Regions from separate parts of the Zea mays genome. Here region 1 is linked to region 2. A link is a contact called in public Hi-C data. All regions are on one chromosome and are shown on one strand. The core of a region is the stretch at or near the end of the contact, and the rest is flanking DNA. Distances in the headings are between cores, read along the strand shown.

What was found. A called contact is a pair of places that touch in the nucleus more often than the background predicts.
Region 1: a contact with region 2 is called in a Hi-C map of bundle sheath, with 5 times the contacts expected there. The contact joins the promoter of LOC677667 here to the enhancer-like site in region 2. A contact is called at or near these places in 20 of 25 Hi-C or Micro-C datasets (bundle sheath, ear, endosperm and 5 more) and 1 of 3 datasets of contacts at active chromatin or transcription factors (leaf).

Annotation. Positions count from the first base shown.
Region 1 is chr7:175,969,396-175,974,431 of Zm-B73-REFERENCE-NAM-5.0, reverse strand. LOC677667 reads right to left here and starts at 2,768. Exons shown (of 10, transcript NM_001112344.2): 1 at 2,344-2,768; 2 at 2,028-2,168; 3 at 1,788-1,859; 4 at 1,506-1,604; 5 at 1,313-1,366; 6 at 1,081-1,182; 7 at 838-985; 8 at 647-717; 9 at 315-407. The coding sequence starts at 2,577.
Region 2 is chr7:175,878,258-175,882,839 of Zm-B73-REFERENCE-NAM-5.0, reverse strand. No RefSeq gene overlaps it. Among protein-coding and RNA genes, the nearest start is that of LOC100276089, 39 kb to the right of the region's middle. Within about 2 kb of position 2,554, at least 18 of the 20 cell types and tissues checked have an H3K27ac peak or open chromatin away from gene starts, as enhancers often do. A contact at or near this core is called in bundle sheath, ear, endosperm and 4 more, where this site is marked.

The DNA.
Region 1 (5,036 bases), core at 1,519-4,018, 91 kb before region 2:
AAGCACAGCTATATACAAAGCACAGCTGTAGAGCATATATTATATATATATATATAGTAGAAGAAAAGGGGTGGTCCAACAGCTCGAGCTTTTCTCGAAAGCAACAGCGAGCACTCGCGGGCAAGGCGTGCATGGCCTGTGCCTACACAAGTGCAACAGCAACCGTGACTTTCCGATGCGGGGTTTCTGCTAGTTCTGTTTCACATTTTTCAGTGAACAGCTTAAAGCACTGAACTGAACTGAACTGAACTGAACTAGGTAGCCCGTGCACGTACTGTACAGTAATAACTGGTAGCAGTGGGTAGTGTTGCTACCTCAGAAGGTTCACGCAGGGAGTAGGATGCGCGGGTCTCCTTCGGAATCTTGCTCACCAGGATCCCGATCCCTTGCCCCAAGTTGCGCAGGACCTGTTACAGTTTGACGGAAACAGCAAAAGCGTCAGTATAGTTGCCTTCCCAGTAGCGTCAGAACAAAGCTACATATGAAAAAAAAAATGGTTTTTTTTAGCTTAGATTGCTGTTGAGAGACATCTCATAATATCGTTAATTTCACGGTCTTGACACAACATATGAATTCCTTGGTCTAAACACAACATATGCAACATATGGATTGTTTGTCAGACTCAAATGTTACTAAAAGGAATTACCTTGAACGCGTCCTCGTCGGTGCTATCGTCTCCGATATATATCGGGAAGACACTGTTACTGCCAGCAAAACCTTGAGGAAATTGAACCATGCATGGCAGGCAAACTATTAGCACCTATACGTCATTACGTCGTCGTCGGCAGTGAACAGCAAAATCCAATGATTCGATGAGAAGCAAGCACAAGCACTCACCGAGAGACTCGAGCAAGAACTGCAGGGCGTTGCCCTTGTCCCACTTGATGGACGGCCGGATCTCGAGGACCTTCCTGCCCTTGGTGAGGCGGAGGTCCGGGTACTCCTTGAGCACCGACCGGACCTGCTCCTCCAGAGCGCGCCATTTCTGCCCCGGATATTACATGCATGTGTCAGTTATTACGCGAGACGGCGGCGAACGACCCTTCCGTTCCGTGCGTGTGCTCGTAGACACATCCTCACCTCCTCCTGGACGCAGCGGAAGTGGACGGAGAGGCAGAACTTGTTGTTCTCCACCGTCGCGCCGGGGATCGGCGCCGTGCTCGCCGTCAGCGCGCGGTACACCTGCAGAGAAGAAGTTGCAGACAGAGCAAGAGTCATGCTGGCGAACTAGCTAGACGCCTGTGTGTTGCTTGCTTGTAGCACGCCCTCGCAGGTAAACATGTCAGGAGAAACTTCAACTAAATTAAATTACCTCCTCAATGACCGGCAGGAACGCCCTCGCAGGTTGGCATAGAACGGCTCCGGCCTGCATTTCCAAGTCAACGAAAGTAGATTAAGTTTATATGGAATACAAAAAGAAGCCAAATTCTGTAAGAAACGACTGTCAGTATATATCTCAAGCCTGTACAGGCCTGGTGGAAAGACAGACAAGGGTAGCTGCTGACCTTTGCCTTGGTGTGCTTGGACTGTGCTGTGGGGCCCTTGATGTCCATGCCGTGGCTCCCGGCGTAGTACAGCTCCGCCAGCTTCACGAAGTTGAACACCTAGATATCGCACCAGAGTAGAACAGACCCATCAGCATTCAGCACAGCACTGATGAATAACTGAAAAGCCACAACGGAAAAGCACATTTCACAAAGATTGCGAGGCCCCACTCCCCAGCAAAGACCGATGTAAAACTGTAGAGAGAAGAGAGAGAGAGAGAGAGATGGAGGAAGAAAAGGTACCTTGTCTCTACACCTCCCGCTCACGATCGCCGTCGGGAAGTGCTCGGCCACGCCTCTCACCGCGTCCCGCATCTGCGGCGTGCCACAGAAAAAAAAAAGCGTCAGGCAAGCAGCTAGCTAGTCTAGGCCCGTGCATGCATGGCGTGCGTTCGCCGGAGCCGCACACCATGCCCTGCTGCTCCGCCACTCCGCGCCTTCATCCACATAGGAAACAGAAAATGATAGGTATTATTGCCTGACCTCCTCGGACATGACGGCGCTGTCGGGGTCCCTGACGATCGGCGACAGGGTGCCGTCGTAGTCGAGGAACATGACGATCTTCTTGCCTTTGGCGGCGGCCAGCACCGACTCGAACGCGGCCAATGCCGACGGGTGCTTCTCCTGTGCGCGTACGGTACGGGTGGGCAGCGCGGCGGTCAGGTCATGTCAGGTCATGTCAGCGACGACGACGATTGACGAGCATCGGCACAACACAAACACAACGTAGACACAACAAGCGAGGCGTATATGGTCGAATGGCACGCGAACGACGGCGGCCGGGCACGTATTTACGTACCATCCAGTCGTCGAAGTCGGCGTGCCGCGGCACGACTAGTTCTGGCCAGGACCCAGCGGCGCCGGGGTCGTCCGTGGCCTGGCGCGCCGCCGCCGCCACCGCCGGGGCCAGCCTGCATCCGCCGCGCGCCCTCGCCGGCGGGTACGACGTGAACCGCCGGCCGGGCTGCGACGTGACGGCGGCGGCGGCGGCGATGATCGCGTCGTCCGCGGCGAAGGCGGTGCGCTTCGTCATTGCGCGCGCGCGGTCTCGATCGAGAAACCACTGAACAATCAGGACGTGGACGCTGCACGCTGGAGGCGGATCGGAGAAGGAAAGGAGGAGAGAGGCGACGACCACACCACACGGATGAATGGATGGCTGGCTGGCTGGCTGGATCGGAGAGACAGAACACGCGCGAGGGGCCTGAATGCGTTGGTTGCTTGGTTCCGGGCAGTGCGGACTGCGGAGGGGAGGGGCTCTATATAGTTGTGGCCGGCCGGGTGTCTTGGTTGGGTGGACGCGACACCGGTTTTGTAACAGTGGCAGGGGCAGGCAGCGGTGGCATGCATTGCATCTTGTCTTTGCATTGATCGACAAACGATAATTCGTACCGACTGTATTTGCTATGTAACTTCAGGCCTCCTGAGTGCGATCGTCTTTCATATCCAAAATAAATATAATACGTACTAGCAAGATTGCGACGTTGAATGCGATGCACTAGTGCGATATATTTTTTTCTCTCAATTGTACCGGCCTCCGAATGTATAAGATAGTGGCGAATTATGATTTTTTTTCATTGGAAGCAGATTTTTTTCGTTTCTTCTTCACGTACAAGTTTGATTTCAAGTTTGTATTTTCCACTATTATTAAGAACATTAAAAATATGTTAGAATATTTTATTATTACATTTATTTTTATATCATTTGTATAGCACTGGAATGACATAGCTGAAAAAAAACACGACTAAGGATATAGGTGAGCACACCACCAAAACTAAGGGCACCAGTTTAAAAAACCCTAAAGTTATTGTCTTATCTGATACCAAACCTATCAAAATAACTATTAAAAATCATAATATGTTTTTCTATGTTAAATTATGCTATTAGCTACTAACCAACAAAATTTAAACTGAAAACTTAGTTTGCACATAAAAATTTAAAATGATAAATAATTTTGTCAAGAGGTAAATTTAATAAACTCAAAGAAGTAGAGTGGTAAAATTAACTAAAAAATACTTTAGTGAGTTATATCAACATTGTTCGTAGATATATATATATATATATATATATATATATATATATATATATATATATATATATATATATATATATATATATATATATATATATATATATATATATATATATATATATATTCCACTAGAATACATGAAGCTCCGGTCAGCCACTCCTGTAACATCGGACCAGCCTGGCCACTAGACCCCTCTCCCGCATGCATCTCAGGCTGTGCGCAGCGGTACACCCTAGCGATCCCCCTCCCCTTGCATGCGGTGCGTAGGGGGCACCCTATGGCCACAGCGGTGCCCCCTACAGCGCCCCTACGTGTCGGTCCCCTTCTCTCTCCCCCAGATATAGCGTGTTACTGTTCATCACCCTAAACACTGTGTTGTGGGTCCACGAGTAATTGTTAGTAGATAAAAAATTGATAGTTGATATAGAAAATGATATTTTATAGTGGTAGTGGGGTATAGGGGGAGTATTTAGGGGGAACCGCTGCGGGAGATGAAAAAATAGGGGGGAAAATAGGGGGAAAAAGTGATATAGGGGGAAAAATTTAGGGGTAACGGTTGCGGATAGCCTCATCCCTTGCCTACGTGCATTTTGTTTACATTTGTATGTGCGAGAAATTAGGAAGCGTATTCGTTAACTGTTGCATACATAAAAACAAAAAAAACTGATTTAAATGCTTTATTCCATCTAGGGATGAAAACGGCCGAAAACGGTCGGTAAACACTAAAACCATTACCGTTTTTATATTTTTTTTATCGGAAACAAAATTGAAAATGGTAACTCCGGAAACGGAAACAATATCGAAATTTCGGAAACATCGGAAACGAAAGTTTGGTGTGGAAAATACACCGGTAACGGTCGAAATCTAAAATCCGATCGGTAAACATATCAAACTTCACAATACAACAAAGTTGACAAAATATCATAAAGACCACAAGTTCACAATTCATTATATAACAAGTTCACAAGGATCACAAATTTATAATATAAAAGTTTACAAAGATCACAAGTTCACAATATAACAAGTTTACAGTATAACAAGTTCATAAAGATCACAAGTTCACGTACTCAAAGTTCACAATTCACAATATTCACTCGAACTAGCTGACATGACATGCTTACTTACGAAATATTTTTCCTCACATAAACAGTTTTTCATAACCTTACAGAAAAACCCTAAAACCTAGTGTGTGGAAAAGACAATTTGTCGGCTCTCTATCATTATATATTACTAATACATAACATGTACATAGAAAAGGGTGGATTCATTCGAGAGACTAAATCGTTAATCCCAACTACCTTCCAACACCATCTATCCCAAAAAAATCTTAAGGCGTCCAAAAATACAAAAATAAGTAATCATTATCTAGAGACATACAGGCAATGCGAAAAATCACATGCTGGAAAATTCTGAGACATAATTCCAAAAAATTCCGAGACACAATTTCGGAAAATTCCGAG
Region 2 (4,582 bases), core at 1,305-3,804:
TTAAGTAGTGGCGTGTATCATACATACAAAGTGGAGAGTTTGTCTCTTGCAAGCTAATATATATAATAAAAAAAGGTAGCAGGTTAGGTTTGGATTTGTGTGTATGCATCGAACTCTTTGTTTATATACTGTAGTATTAGGTAGAGCTATAGCTTTAAAACAGTAGTAGACTGATTTGGTTGATCCGGCACACACATGCAGTTTGAATCATATGCATGCCTAGTTAGCTAGCTTCTGCATCTTTTGACAGGATATATATACTACCCGCCTGCTGCATGAACAGGACAAGACTTGGGCGGTTTTATATAAAGCGTATATCTATAGAAATTTCTCCCAAACTAATTAATATATAATAAGTGTTCACGATCGAGTGCCTGTCGTTTCTTCCTTGTTGTTCGAAAAGTGTCACTATGCTAGATTGCAACCGATCCTGGCCGACGCTACGTACGTTGCATATATATGTACATGGGCGTACGTGCTAGTGCAACGGTTGGCTGAACAATTGTAAACTAACGCGAGATCGAGAGAGAGATTTGGCGTTCCACGACATGCACCAATATAATGCCAGTTTTGTTTGTCGATACGGTTGCATAAAATAGTGCGACACACTTTGGCACCTCTAGTGTGAAGACTGGTCTCCAGTCTCTCGCACGGTTAATTATAATTATATATATATATATATATATATATATATATATATATATATATATATATATATATATATATATATATATATATATATATATATGGCATGTCACTGTTGTGTGGCACGTACGAACACAAAGCATTGCGTTGCGTCCCCCTGGAATTAATTTGGTTCGGAATCATCTCATGTACTTGTCTGTTCCTAGCTACTTTGGTTCATCGTGGGATGTGATTGGGCACGAAGTCACCGACCCAATACCACCTAACTAAAGAGATTTAGATATACTTTTTGATCTGATCTCCGCATTAAAATAAAACCACAAGTGCAGTACACTTGTTGCCCTCTCCTTATTTCCTTATTGTTATTGATCCACAATAGTCTGTGCGTACATATGATTCAATAAGCATGCCTACACCTGATTAATACATAAATAAATTAATAGTTTTGTGCGTGTTTTTATAGAATTTTTTTTTTATGAATCGCAGTACACACAGACACAAACACTTATAAATCATAGCATGCATGCATGCACACTCACCCCATGCATCGTGCTAGCTAGATCAGTTTCAGAACAAACTGCCTTAATTATACTACGATCGAATCAGCTTATATTTCCATATGTAAAAAAAAGTGGAATCGATCTGCTGCAAATATATAGGCCAAGCACAACAGCGACTTTATTTCAAAAGTCTCGGTGGAAAAGCCAGCACAATAGCAGCAGCTCCTTTGCAATAAATTGGTGATGCGTGGTTCGAAATGAAGCACGCAACCTCACGTTTGTAAAAGTGAGAGATTGGGTCGGCTGAAAATGGCGACGGCATGCATGCATCACGATTTCGTGCGTCCATCCTACAGCCCGTTGGCAACTTGAGCAGGCGCAGGACTATGCAAACCGATCCGTTTATATGTATGCTTGCATGCTTTATTTACAGCAAGATGACTTTTTTCCCCGTAAGAAACAGTCGTAGCAATAAAAGGTTTAAATGTTGCCAAGCTTGCTAAAACCGCAGTACTCTTTTCCATGCATGTACGCTTTGCACACGTGCACAATTGGTTTGCATGCATGCATGAAAGTGCACTTTGGACTCTAGTGTCAGCGTACAGTACCGACCGGTTCGCAGTTGAAAGTAATTGTAGAGGCTAGGGGGGACGAACTGAACCACACAAATGAAACAGCACTTTGCATTTCGTACAGAGCCTGACGACGATTAATCTCTGGCTATGGCGTGCGGCCGGGTAGACTGCAAAGATGGAAATAACTCGTGCGCACTTTAAACTTTTCGTGATCATGCATGCATGCATCAGTTTCTCGCTTTCAAACATTACTGTATATGGTCATTGCCTCCATCCAATAAAAAAAAGTGCCTTTAGGTTTAGGAGATGTTTGAATGCAATAGAGATAATAGTTAGTGGCTAAAATTAGTTGAGACATCCAAACACCCTAGCTAATAGTTCAGCTATTAGCTATTTTTGGTAAATTAGTTAATAGTTAGGTAGTTATTTGTTAGCTAGCTAATTTTAATAACAATTTTTAGCCAACTAATTATTAGTTCTAGTGCATTCAAACACCCCCTTAATCTAAATCAAACCATTTTAAATTTTACTTATTTTAGTAAGACACTGCTAGCTGCTGCCTAGCTGTTAATGGGGAAAAAGGCGCCGCCTTTCCGGCTGCAGGCTTTTCCCGCTTCTCGTGCCCGTGCAAGTCGGTGCAGAAGAACCAGTGCTACTCGTGCAGGTTGCCAGTTCCAAGGTCTGCAGGCTGCAGCTCGCCGTGTGTCGGAGTAGTAGTTTGCTATGCATAAACAATCTAGCAGCGGCAACCGGCAAAATTGACACGGTGGCCCAGTCCGGCCTGCCAGCGACCATTCGACCCGCTTTTCTCCTTTTGGTGGGCTCGGCGGCTGAAAGGGCCCAATGCAGCGCATCACGAGGCAAGTACTACTGTTTCCTTGTTGAAATGGGCTTACGCTTAAAGACTAGATTGCAGGCGGGCTGGGATGATTCTTTGGCCCGTGTTTAGATTGGCTGGACCCAGCCCTTTATCTCGTGTTTTTTTTGGTCTGCAAATGGCATCTTTTCAAGTGTCGTGTCGATCGCAACCTGCGGCCTGCCGCCATTTGGCGGATGAACCGTTGGACAAGACAAGCCTGTGGGATGTGTGAGCTTTTTGGTTGCTGCAGCTGAAACCACCATACCCTCCTGCTGCTCATAGTCATGCTGGCTGCTGGGCTGTCTAGTGTCTCTCTGCTACCCTACCCCAGCTAACCAAGCTGCCCTGCGTCTGCGTGCACATCTTTCTGCTGATCCACTACTGAAGAATTCACGAATGAGACCGTATAGGAACGGAATCCTAGGTCGCTGATGAAACATGCTGAAAATGGGTAGCCATGCATGCTGCGGCCGCGAGTCCCTTCATCCCATCCCATGTCTTCTTGCTGTGCCCACTACGGCAGTCATGTGCTAAAGCCCATTGCATGCATGCATGCATGAGCATGCTCGCAGGTTCCAGGTCGTTTCAGCATCCCGTCATGCGCGCACAACCGATCGACAAGTGATGATCACTCATACTTAGGTGCAGCTAACCCATACATGGTTGAACCACCGGTCCAATCCCTTCCCTTGACATTTTTTCAGGGAATATGGATAGACTGATCAGGCCAGGAAGTTGTGGTTGGAGCGAGGTCTGAACAGTTGACCTGAATCGGCTCAGGAGGCTGGTTTAAATAAAGCGGCTAGCACACTTTAAATAATTTGGTCGACAGTCTAGCACGAAACTGATAAAGATAGACCAAATTAACCACAGCGAAAATATAGTAGGCATGCAGGCCTCTAATGGATCTGTGTGCAACTATATATATAAGAAGGGGGACAGATAGAGCATCTATTTGATTAAGGAAGAGTGCCGCGCCTTTGCTTTTTTCTTTTTCACGTATGTACTTTCTCTGGCCACAGATATATATAAGTTATTGACGCAATCTCCAATAGTCAAATACGACATTTTAACCAACAACCTGTGTAGAATTTTATATTATCAAGTGAGAACAGCTAATGACGATGTGAATATTAGTCAAAAAGAATTAAGCTCTCAATAACCTTTAATTTCCTCGCCGTACGTGGTCTCAGTTCATTCAATCAAGCAACGGATAAAAAAACAAATCTTTAGTATTGTTTACGTTAGTCAACATTCGCTGACTAAAACACCTATCTGTATTAAAAAACCGTATTTGTGGCATGAATTCTTAGATCGATGTTACAATTTTTAATTTTTACTTTTTATCATTTTTATATGGATTCTTAATTTAAACATTTTTTCACAACTTGTATGAGTTTGTTTTCTTAATTTATTGTTCCAAATTTTCTGTTTATCAATTGTGTTACTCATAGGCTCTTTTGTTTAACCTAAGTCGTCTAATCATCGTAAATTCCAACGTTTTTTTCCCCGTCTTTCCCCTTTTTCTTTTCTTCATAATTGTGGTGGCTATTTCTAGATCTTCTCAGCTAGCGAAAGATACTGGCTTCTTTTAGTACTATTGTAATAAAATAATGTATCGATTATGGAATTTTTATATAGTCAAAGACTCGAAGTTAAAAGTAGGACGTACACACACCCACGTGTACAATCTCGTGTGAGCCTGGCCGACCGCGTACGTTCGTTTTGGGCGTACATGTGGATGCAACCAATATAACTTATTTTGCATCTATCCATGCAGTCTACGTTTCACACGTGCAGACAACAAAACACATACTTAGCTAAAGTCAACGCACGTGGTGACGCGGGACGAGACGGTGCAGCTAAACAATCACATGGAATGTAGATGAGCTTGTGCAAACGCTAACCTGGACAGTGGAGCATACTGTAGTGTTTGTGCATGCATGCGAATGTTAAACGTTTCTGTTTTTTTATTCCCGCGGCATATGTAGTCCAGTCAAAAG